Regions from separate parts of the Mus musculus genome. Here all the other regions are linked to region 2. Evidence: chromatin contacts called from public HiChIP or PLAC-seq and promoter capture Hi-C data. All regions are on one chromosome and are shown on one strand. Each heading gives the region's core, a stretch centred on a gene start, on an enhancer-like site or on the middle of the called end of the contact. The rest is flanking DNA. Distances are from core to core; before and after follow the strand shown.

Region 1 (2,700 bases), core at 66-2,565, 460 kb after region 2:
TCTGGTGCTCAAAGATGACCGTCTGTTTGCCCGTGAGCGTCTGCCTATGCAGTACTTGATCATCTGGGCTAAGTGTGTTTTGGTATTAGTTTCCCATGTAACTAAATTAACTATTAAAAAAAGGGCATAGCTGATGGGGGGGGGGGGCGGGGATCCAATGTGGTGACACCTGCCTGTAATTCCAGTCCAGGTCAGTGAAAGAGTCTGTCTCACAAGGAAGGTGGAGAGGGGGCCGAGGTGTGACCCTGACATCTCTGACCTCTACATGCATTCACACACATGTGTACTGACATCCACATGCAGACTGGGCTACATGTAAACTTGTACACGCGCGGGCACACACACACATCACTGGATACAATTTGTAGAATGTACACCAAGCTTGGTGCATCTCTCCTAGCTCGTAGCAAACGTCAGACTAAGGTGATAACATGAGAGTCCTGGCAGAGATGTTCTTGCCTCATGGAAGACAGTGTGTGAACTGGAAGACCGTCTGTGCCTCTGCAGTCAGCCTGCTTCGCGAGCCACCTGCTGCTGAGTGACAGCCGAGCTTACACAAGGCGGTCTCTCTGTGGGTAGAGGAGTTTGCCATTCGGGGAAACTTGAGTCTGTGTTCCCCCGGCCGTGCTCACTTGTATTTGGCTCAGAAGATGCCATTTATGCCGGCCAACACCTGGATCTCTTGATGGTCTCCTAACCTAATCGTAGTCATGGAGACCATAAACCCAAACAGCTAACTTGCTGGTCCCCTTTCCAATGACATTTTAGACATCTAGCAGGTTCCCATGCCTGGACCACAGTCAACACGTTACCCCGCCCCCACCTCCACCCCCACCCCATCACAGCCTCCTAGCAGGAATCCAGATGTGAAAGGGGACAGAAGTCATGGGTGGACCCTTACCACAAAGCATGAGCACTGACTGCAGCAGGAGCCTTATCTTCATGTCAGGGGCTCTGAGAGGCCCCATCCTCAGCTAGCCTTGGAGAAAAGATCCCCGGGGGTGTATCTGCAGAGGAAGTGAGATTTAAAGGGCCCAAGACTGCCTGAGACTTCTGCCAGGCAGAAGCTCAGCGTTAGAAATGTTATAGAACCCCGTTAGTGTTAATGGTATCCTTATTGCAAGTGCTCCTTTTTAATGTGTCTTTAAGTAAGCTATGACACTGGGCTTTGAGACGGTTTAACGCCTTACTTGACAGCTGATAGACCATTCCCTGGTACCCTGGCCGCCTTGAACTAAGCACGCAGCTACTTTGAGCGCTCCACTGAGCCCTTGGAAGAAGCTACACAGGAAACACAGCTGCTTGCTGCCAAAGCACAACTCTAGGGTTTGACGCCCTCTGCTGGCCTCCACGAGCACTCACACATACAAAGCCGCAGATAGATGCACATATGCAGAGAAATAAAATAAAATAAATCTTTTTTTAAAAAAAAATGCTGTAGAACAAAGTAGCGTCTCTGAGCCTGGGTTTTCTTCTCAGAAGAAAAGTGTAACAAGGCCTTATCGACTTTGTGAGAACCATCTCCCATCCGGCTGCTTCCTGGGGACGGGGCACCCGCCATCAGGAAACAGCCTGAAAAATGACAGAAGATGGGCTTCTGTGCCCGACCTCATTTTCTCCCTCGTGTGTGAGGAAGGGAGGTGCAACGAATGTCATCTGCGCTAAAGAGGACATCAGCAGCTGCATGAAGGATATTTATTACCCTGTAAGCGCTCTACTCTGAGAGGAGTGGCTAGGCTCTTCCCTCCCAAGATGCCTGCCTGCCTGGGCTGCTCAGAGAGAGGCGCGCTCATGGTGTTCCGGCTTCCACCGCAGGGGGCAGCGGAGGGTTGGAACTGGTTAGGAAGTGTTGAATGGACCTCCGCCATGCTCAGATAGAAAAACACTCCTAGGAACGGGCCAGGTGCTCTCTAACACAGTGGCCAAGCTGTCAGCAGAAGGCCAAGTTCCGGGATGTCTTTTCTGTGGGGAAAGAAACAGTGGGGGGATCAGATGCCTGGTTAAGGCTTTAGGGCTACTTGGAAGATTCCAAGACAGATGCCGCGAGCAGCAGAAGCAGTCTCTGTCTTATGGCTGAACTGATGAAGACGAAGGCTTCCAGAAGGAAGGCTTATTAAACGGGATGCGGCAAAGCTGGTGGGAGGAACAGGGTACGGCAGAGCTGGTGCGGGGACCACAATTGGAAATTTGCGCGTCACAGAAAATGAAGACAGACACACACAGTGGTGGTTGGGGAGGCCTGAAAGACCAGGAAGTCAAGGGTGTGCCTGTACTTGATTGACAGCTGATGCTGGAGCAGATCTTGGGTAGAAAAGCTGCCAAGGGAGAGGGAGCCAGGGTTCTGGCCTCCCAGTGACAGAGCTCAGGGGGTTGGGGAGGGGGAGCAGATGGGCAAGGGCCAGGGAGGCAAACTGAGATCCCCAGGACCAGGAGTGTCCTTGAACTACTTGAAAGAGCCCAGGGGACCCACAGTGCCTGGCAATCTAAATATCTGTTAGTCAATTTGAGTGGAGAAGGGGAGGAGGAGGAGGAGGAGGAGGAGGAAGGAGAAGAAAAGAAGAAGAAGAAAGGAGAAGAAGGAGAAGGAGGAGAAGGAGGAGAAGGAGGAGAAGGAGGAGAAGGAGGAGAAGGAGGAGAAGGAGGAGAAGGAGGAGAAGGAGGAGAAGGAGGAGAAGGAGGAGAAGGAGAAGGAGAAGGAGG
Region 2 (2,700 bases), core at 93-2,592:
GCTCCCGGGCCAGGCTGAGCACCTCGGGCCGTTCGCGCTGCAGGGCTCCTTCCTCGCTATCCCGGGTGTCCTCCTCCTCCGCATCCTCCTCCTCATCCTCCTCCTGGATGCTGCTGAGCCGCGGAGCTCCGCGACCGCGCTCGCCCGGCGGAGGCCGGTAAGCGCACTTGGCGTTGAGCAGGCGGCGCAATGGAGCCCGGGGTACCGAGGCGGCGGCGCCCCCCGCACGGAGATGCTGCTGGCGCACGTGGCGCGCATCGCTCTGGCGCTGCAGCCGCTTGAAGTCGCTGAAGGCCGCCAGCGCAGTCTGGTGGAGCAGGCGGGCCAGGGAGCGCGCCTTGTGCGCCCGCGCCAGCAACACAGCGTGGCAGCGCAGCACCACGGCCTTGTGGCGTGCCTGGTGGCGGTAGACCCAGGTGAAGACTCGCGGGTGGCGCCCATCCGCCGCGCAGTAGGTGATGCGCGGCAGCAGGTAGGCGTGCGCCGGTCTGCGGCCCCCCGAAGCCCCGGAGCTGCGTTCGCTCGGCTGCATGCGGATGCCGTGCGGACCCAGGGTCAGTTTCATCTTCGTGCCCCCTCCCGGCCCGCAGCGCGCCCAAATCCTGCCCACAGCGTCGTCGGTGCAGCCGTCGCCCTTGGCATGCAGGGTGACGGCGTTGCCCAGGTACCACACGGTGTAGGTGGGGTCCTCCTTGTTAAGCTCCACTTTCTGGCGCCGGCTGCGGAACACGCGGCCCAGACGCTCCAGCGGCCAGTCCGGTAGCAGGTCCGGGCAGGAGCGCAGGAAGCTGGAGAGCAGCGACGTGTAGGCGAGCCCGGGGCTCAGGCTCTTCGCCTTGCGCTTGGCCTCGTCCTCCACTAGCACGAATTTGTTCCGTCTCCAGGGCAGCATCGCGGCGGCCCAAAGGGCAGGGAGCGCGGGGAAGCTCACTTGGGTCCTGGAAAGGCCAAAGGCGCTCAGAAGCCCACCGCCCAGGACTTGCGACAAGCTGGGCGGCGGCCGAAGACAGTCCTTGTGAGAGATGCCCAGTATCCGGCGGGGCTGGCTTCGCAGATGCCCGGTGCCCAGCCAGGCTGTCCGCTGAGATGCCCGTGCGGCTGCTTGATCGGCTCGGAGCAGCTTCCCCCAGGAATGACTCCAGCCGTCTGGGAAGCAAGGAGGGACAGGGTTTGGAGCAATAAATGTCCCCAAGGCCCGACTATAGGGGCGATTGCCACTGTCCCTGCCGCCGAGTCAGTGGCAGGGACGTCTTTAGAGCAGGGTCTGGTGGTTGCTGGATGAGGTGGACCAAGAGCACCGCTGCGGTGGGGACTCCTTCAGGCGTCGCGACTCCACCTCCCTTGGCTGCCTGCATCACCGGGCGGTACCGCTAGCTCTCTTGTCCCCTCCCTCTCCCCCGCCCCCTCCGCGCAGACTCGCGCTTCCCAAGACCCAGCACAGGCGCGTTGGAACTGTTTTAAGCTTTATCATTGGAAGGATGAAGAATAGAGGGGCAGCGAAGGAACGGGAATCCCCTAAAATATTGCGGAGGGATTTACGAATGTAAATTTCTCCAGCTTCACTGGTGGACTCCGAGTTCCCAGGGAGAGCCCCTTCTCTTTCTAGGGTTCCCGCCTGCTGTCCCTCACCCACAGAGCGTTCCTACCCGCATCTCTCCTCTCTGAAAGCAGAGATTTGGGGTGGGTTCCTGCTGGGGTTTGGTGCCCTTTGCCTCTTCTGTGCACAGCATAAAGCCAGCTGAGGTGGCCGAGAGCAGAGCAGTGGAAAAGTACTGTCTTTTAGTGAAGCTTTCTCCCAGGTTCCTCCAAGGTCGTGGACTAGGCCGCTTCCCCTGAGCTGAGAGACTGACTGGTCGGTCACACCACCACACCAGCAACCGCTGGTGGTCAGGACAGAATAGGGGAGAAGATTCTTGATGGTGGGAAAGGGTTTCCAGAGCAGACCTGAGACTTGTGGGAACTGCAGCAGGGAAGCTCTCCCTCTGGTCACAGTGCAGCCTCTGGCTCTTTGAAGATTAGACAGATAATGTCCTATCTGCAGAGACCGACTTTGGAGTTCCCAAGTGCTTGGCATTCGCGATCTCCTCAAATCCTTCAGACAAGGCAGTTCAGGCTCATGTGGTTGGAAGGAGATGGGTCACTCAGAACCTAGTGACCCCAGAGCTGGCCCTCGCCTTCTCTCTTCCCTCCAACCTTTGGCCATTCTGCATAGAGTCCAGGCACTTGTCTCCATCCTCTGGGGAGGGGCTCTAGAGTCCTGAAAAAACAAACCAAAACCAAACCAACCAAACAAACAAAAACCAGCCCTATGTCAGGACACACAGTTAGTTCTCTGAGTTTAAGCCTCAGGCTTCCAGACTTCCTGGACTGTTCTTATGTGGGCCCCAGGTCCCACGGCTTTAAGGCTCTCTATTGCCAACACGAGTTAAAAGTTGGGTCCTGAGCTGGGCGTGGTGGTACACACCTTTAATCCCAGCACTTGGGAGGCAGAGGCAGGAGGATTTCTGAGTTCGAGGCCAGCCTGGTCTACAAAGTGAGTTCCAGGACAGCCAGGGCTACACAGAGAGACCTTGTCTCGAAAAACCAAAAAAAAAAAAAAGGTGCTGGAGTGATGGCTCAGTGGTGAAGAGCACCGACTGCTCTCCCAGAGGTCCTGAGTTCAATTCCCAGCAACCACATGGTGACTCACAACCATCTGTA
Region 3 (2,700 bases), core at 43-2,542, 330 kb after region 2:
ACACCAGCTCCCACCCCCACCCAGAAGGAGGGCAGGATGCTACAGGAAACAGGTGTTTGGAGAACGGCAGCCATGGCGCCTTCAGAGATACACACACACACACCCTGGGTCCCAAACTCTACCTTTGCCCTCTGTCTAGGCTCCTGCGACAGCACAATCCCTGCATGGCTCATTTATTTCATCACCTCTAGGGCCTGGCAGACACTCAACTACAAAGTGATTTGACAACGTCTAGGCGTAGGCATCCATCACGCTGCCAGCAGAAGAGACAAGTAGCCTGTTTACTTAAACACAATAGCTAGGAGGCAGACGCCTGCTAGGAAGCAGGAAACAAAACACGGGCCACTATTTTCAAGATGTTGCCCTCCAGAAGGGCAGGTGCCCATTCCTTAGGATTATCACCACACGAACAGGAAGGAAGGGACATTGGATACAAATGAAATCAAGATTCCCGTGGTTTTCCAATGGTGCCCACAAGCCACCATAGGGTCAGACCATGGTACTTCACAGCCCAAATCTAAACCTACAGCGCAAGCAGCAAAATACACCCTCCTACGAACCATCTGCTGGCATATACCGGGACATGTACACGTGCATTGGTCTTTTAAAATTGTTTATCAGTTACTACCACCCACTGCCGCCACCCCATAGTCCCCAGCCTGGCTTACAAAATTAAACTCTGTAAAGGAACCAACCCCGGGGGATGGAGGGGGAGAGAGGGAGAGAGAGAGGATCGAAACCACTCGCTATGCTACCCCAAACCAGAGATTACAATGTGGGAAACCACAAGCCACCAAGTGAGTGAAGAGAGAGAACCGGGGTTGATTCCAGGATAGAAGGGCGGGCGAGGGGGTTGGGGAGAGGCCTCTATTATTTCCGTGGTCTGGCAGGTCTGGAAGCAAAGCTTCAAGTGCAGAAGGAAGAGGAGTGTTCCGGGAATGGCAGAAAGGTCTGGAACGTGAATGCAGACCTGGGTAAAGGGCACTTGGAGCTGTGGGAGGCTCCCTGCAGCTCCTGCCTCTGCACATGACCCCGACTCCCTTCTCTCTCTTTGGATCTGGGTCCAGGGACTGGCTTGTAGACGCCCCTCCCAGGAGATTCCCTTAGCTGCTGCAGACTCAGGCTCCAGCCAGGTTGGCTCTGTCCCTGGGGAGGGCCACTCAAATGCCTGCCTCTCAGTTTCTGGGGACCCACAGCGGGCCTCTCACCTCGCAGCTCAGCTCCATCCGCCTCCGGTGCCTGGCTGCGACCAGCTGGTAAACAGCCCTGTCTCCCTGGCAACCGCCAAGGGGTGGGGGCCACGTGCTTCCGGTGGGACCGGAACCTGCCTGACCTGGACCGCAAGCTGAATTGGACTAGGGCACGGAGGGCGGAGGGGCAGAGGTGGTTCACGGATTCCAGGCTCAGGACCTTGGTGTGGCCCTGCCCCATGGAGGCCACAGGGCCCTGGGCCTGGACCCCTGCCATTGGAACTCTTCTTCCTGACCTGGCCTGACTCTTGTGTCTCCTGGGGAATGTGCGTTCAGGGGAGAGGGAGCCCTGCCCTGGAGTCGGGGGTAGGGACCAGGAACAAATCCCTGTCAATCCTTGGCCTGACTTTGCCAGTGTCCTTGTTTTAAACAGGGTTGTGCAACTGTTTTAAAACGAGACCCTTAGAATCTGGGTGGTGATTTTTTTAGGGTATGTTGTCATGGGGGTTCCCACCCCCAGGCCACCAGTCTTGTGATCACCACCTGTATCTCCTATTTCCTCCTTAAGGGTCTAACTATATACAGTCAGCAACTCCAGCCACTTCACCGCGTTTCCCAACAGCTTTGAGTTTTGGAGGCCGGCAGCCTGACTGCTTTCTCAGAAGCTATGGTCCACTACCTCAGCCATTCTGTTGGTAAGAGTCCTCCTGGCCCTACTGTCATCCCATCAGTGTGATGGATGCCTTAGCTGGAATCTGTCCAACCCACACCGAGCCATGACATGTCACACACATGAGACCCTCTGCCCTCCCTGGCCAGCCTTCTGTTTCCTGCCCTCTCCAATAGCTATTTCAAATCCTATCTGTCCTCTAAAAACCTCCCACATGCCGTCTTCCTTCCTCCCTCCCTGTGGGATGACAGTCTCCTGCCCTCTGCAAAGGAAAATAGAAACCATTGAATGTGAACCTTCTTAGTTGTCTGCTGTCAGACCAGAGGGCTCCCAGCCTTTGCACGATTGCTCTCTTGCCTCTGGTCTGTTAGAATGGTCATCTGATCCCATCCCTGTTAGCTGTCTCTGAGGTGCTTCCCAACCACAGCCACACACACGCACACACGCACACACACGCGCGCGCGCACACACACACATACACACACACACACACATACACACACACTCTCCCCCTCCCTAGGCCCAATATCCTTGCTTCTGTTGAAACCTTGACTTAAATGAAGACTCTTCCCTAGTTTAGCCTGTCCCTTCACTTGCCCAATTCCTCCCTGTCTTTGTTCCAATCTAATCAACTCTTCCTTCCAAGCTGGCATTAAGATGACTTTAAAGCTGAGAAGTGACAGCGCATTCCTTTAATCCCGACACTCAGGAGGAAGAGGTAGGCGGATCTCTGAGTTCAAGGCCAGCCTGGTCTACAGAGCAAGTTCAAGAACAGTCATGACTACATAGGGAGACCCTGTCTCAAAAACAAAACAAAACAAACAAACAAGAAAAAAAAAA
Region 4 (2,700 bases), core at 5-2,504, 350 kb after region 2:
GATGAAGCAGAACTGGGAAAGGGAGAGCTCAGAGGTCAGTCTTGGACCCAGGAAGCCATGTTCCTGGTTCTGGCTGTGCCTGAGGGACACAAAAGAAGTGGCTTGTGATTCAGAGTTGGCTAGAAGGGAGAGAGGCTGGAATAAGGGCGACCTCCCCCAGCCTCCTCCTCTAGTTTTCTCACTGTGGTGAGTGGCTGGTGTGTGTGTCACCCAGTGTGCTTTTTCGTGCACGGTCTCACTGATCACTGGAGAGACCCTAGGACTCGGTGACTCACTCTTGGATCACTAGTGGAAATGAAGGCTTGTGTCTGCAGCGCGCCGGAAGGCAAGCCTGGTCTCCCGATTTGAAATCTGGCTCATTTCCACGATGTCTACTTCCTTACAAACCATCTGGATTGGAATCACCTAGGAGACACACCTCCAAGTGCTCCTTTGAGGGTGTTTATGAGGTAGTTTGAGGAGAGAAGACCAACTCTGTATATGGTAGACACCATTTCATGGCTAGGGACCCAGACTGAATAAAAAGGGGTAAAGGAGAAAGGTAGTTGGTCGCTAGCCTTCTCCCTCTCCCTCCTTCCCCTCCCTCCCTCCCTCCTCCCTCCTTCTTCTTCTTTCCTCCCTCCTCCCTCTCTCCTCCCTCCCTCCTCCCTGACTGTAGGCCAACATACCCAGCTGCCACAAGCTCTGGCTCCCATGCCTTCTCCACCACAATGGACTGTGTATGACCTCAAACAAATCCTTAAAAGCCCCAAACAATCCCTTCCTTAAGTAGCTCTGCCAGGAAGGAACTCTGTCACAGCAAAATCAACTAAGACACATCCCCCTTTATAGGAGAGGGCTATTAGATGCGAAGCTTTCTGAGGTTATGGCTCAATGGAGTCAGGGGGCAATTCTTGGGTGACAATGACTAACTTATGTGGCCTCTCTGGGAGTTAACCTCCTCACTTATAAAGGAAACGGTGAAGAGTGCCCAGCTCAGGCGGCTGCCAAGCTGGAGAGATAAGGCAGCTTGGGGCACAGTGTGCATATAGTAGCTGCTCAGTTACTCCTTGACTGACTCCTGCTCAGTGGGCTGCTCTTGCGTGGTGGCCCTTACAGGGAAGTCTGGTTTGGCTTTGCCAGGATCCTGTCTCTGAGTCTAGGAAATGTCAGTATTTCTCTCCAGAACCTTGCTTGTCACAGTCACAGTGGCATCAGCTGCTCGTTAGGAAGCCACAACTGGGGAGCCTGACAGCTGGTGTCGCTGTGCCAGCCTCGGGGGAGGAAGGGCTGTGTTCACAGTCAAGGCTGGGCTGAGTAAATAGCCGTGCTCCAGCCCAGCACCTATTGCATGCACACGGAGCCCGGCTCAGCCCAGCCCAGCCCAGTACCTACTGCATGCACACGGAGCCCGGCTCAGCCCAGCCCAGCCCAGTACCTACTGTATGCACACGGAGCCCAGCTCAGCCCAGCCCAGCCCAGGGCGAAGGGGCCTGTGAGCTTGGGAAGTAAGTGTCCCCCCACTCCCTCCTCCTTAAGCTCCCTTCAACTCCCCCCACCCCACCCCCCAATCAGGACCAGACTGGTTCATTAATCCACAGCGTTGTCTCTGCCAGGTTTCTGTTTGTGGGGAAGGTCATGGCCAATCCATTTCTTCCTCTTCCTGCTCCTATTTGCCTACCTGACTTCGAGACCCATAGGTGATCAACACCAGAACCAGAGGCGTCATCACCAGCTCCAACCCTTTCTGTCCTCCATGCCAGACCCTGTACTAGGTCATGCGCCTTCTTGACCTGAGTCCCACCCGACTCCCAGACCTCTGCTGTGCACTCACCAGTCGCAGAGTGCAGAGGCTGAGACTTGGAGGGGTGATGTGACTTGCCCAGGGTCCTGTGGCCAGCCAGTGGCTGAGCTGGGTACCACCTAGTCCACTGTCTTTGCCTGAAACGTCTGGCGGTTTTGAGAGGTAGTATTGGTGTCCATGAAAAGATGGTGGAGGTAATATCCTTTTGCTCCAGGGGAACATTGGCTGCCTGGGGTGAGATCTGTCTGTGGGATAGGGACCCCACTGTAGTTCCACAGCAGAGGAGCCAATGTGGTGAATAGCACCAGGTGTGACCTATACTGACCACCAGGTGTCACCCAAGTCCTAGAAAAACAGTCATAAATCTGGCCTCAGTGGGAGAGGATGCACCTAGCCCCACAGACACTTGATGTGCCAGGGTGAGGAGATATTGGGGGGTGGGGGTGCACAGCAGACAACCTCAGGGCTCAGAAAGGCTGAGCCGGAGTAACAAAGGAGAGACAGACTGTGGGAGTGAGGAGCCCACCTCAAGGTCCTGGTTTTCCTGCCCTTCCTCTCTCCCCAGCCCTACCCGAATGGCCTCTGGGCATCCCTGGGACGCCCCTCTCCCCACCAGACTTGGAACATCTTCATCTGTACTGGCATACCACAGAGCACCGTGTGTGAAGGTTAAGGCCTTCCTCACCCGCCAGGCCTGGGCTCTTGGGGAACAGAGGCCATACCCAGGAGACACTAAGGATACAGAGTCTCTGTCTTCTTCTAGAATCTCCTAATGAGCTGGGTCTGCGATGCAGAAAGGCTGCTCCACTAAGGACTGAGGCAAGGGACAGAAGCTGTGTGTGTCAGCCTCCCCTCCCTTGGGAACTTCTTCCCCCATACCCCCAGGAACACTGGGCTGGGCTGGTTTTGTCCACTTT

The links. Promoter capture Hi-C pulls out the DNA fragments that hold promoters and counts their contacts. HiChIP or PLAC-seq counts read pairs in DNA pulled down with a chosen protein or histone mark.
Region 1: a contact with region 2 is called in an H3K27ac HiChIP or PLAC-seq map of embryonic stem cells, with 3 times the contacts expected there. The contact joins the enhancer-like site here to the promoter of Fam43b in region 2. A contact is called at or near these places in 12 of 39 promoter capture datasets (the C10 cell line, the HPC-7 cell line, cranial neural crest and 6 more), 1 of 15 datasets of contacts at CTCF or cohesin (embryonic stem cells), 4 of 484 Hi-C or Micro-C datasets (the G1E-ER4 cell line, cerebral cortex and embryonic stem cells), 5 of 115 datasets of contacts at active chromatin or transcription factors (embryonic basal ganglia, embryonic forebrain, embryonic stem cells and 1 more) and 2 of 9 other capture datasets (liver and macrophages).
Region 3: a promoter capture Hi-C map of liver shows a contact between it and region 2, with 3 times the contacts expected there. The contact joins the promoter of Ubxn10 here to the promoter of Fam43b in region 2. A contact is called at or near these places in 4 of 39 promoter capture datasets (embryonic stem cells, frontonasal cranial neural crest, hippocampal neurons and 1 more).
Region 4: a contact with region 2 is called in a promoter capture Hi-C map of hippocampal neurons, with 2.1 times the contacts expected there. The contact joins the enhancer-like site here to the promoter of Fam43b in region 2. A contact is called at or near these places in 3 of 39 promoter capture datasets (hippocampal neurons, liver and neural stem cells).

Annotation. Positions count from the first base shown.
Region 1 is chr4:138,858,141-138,860,840 of GRCm38.p6, forward strand. It overlaps a transcript of Pla2g5 not described here. Among named protein-coding and RNA genes, the nearest start is that of Gm32930, 3.9 kb to the right of the region's middle. Within about 2 kb of position 1,316, at least 27 of the 459 cell types and tissues checked have an H3K27ac peak or open chromatin away from gene starts, as enhancers often do. A contact at or near this core is called in the G1E-ER4 cell line, cerebral cortex, embryonic stem cells and 1 more, where this site is marked.
Region 2 is chr4:138,395,116-138,397,815 of GRCm38.p6, forward strand. It overlaps Fam43b (family with sequence similarity 43, member B), which reads right to left and starts at 1,343. Exons shown (of 1, transcript NM_001081672.2): 1 at 1-1,343. The coding sequence starts at 892.
Region 3 is chr4:138,723,973-138,726,672 of GRCm38.p6, forward strand. Ubxn10 (UBX domain protein 10) reads right to left here and starts at 1,293. Exons shown (of 2, transcript NM_178671.5): 1 at 1,209-1,293. Pla2g2c (phospholipase A2, group IIC) reads left to right here and starts at 1,353. Exons shown (of 6, transcript NM_008868.3): 1 at 1,353-1,516; 2 at 1,759-1,885.
Region 4 is chr4:138,746,752-138,749,451 of GRCm38.p6, forward strand. No RefSeq gene overlaps it. Among named protein-coding and RNA genes, the nearest start is that of Pla2g2f, 9.5 kb to the right of the region's middle. Within about 2 kb of position 1,255, at least 49 of the 459 cell types and tissues checked have an H3K27ac peak or open chromatin away from gene starts, as enhancers often do. A contact at or near this core is called in hippocampal neurons and neural stem cells, where this site is marked.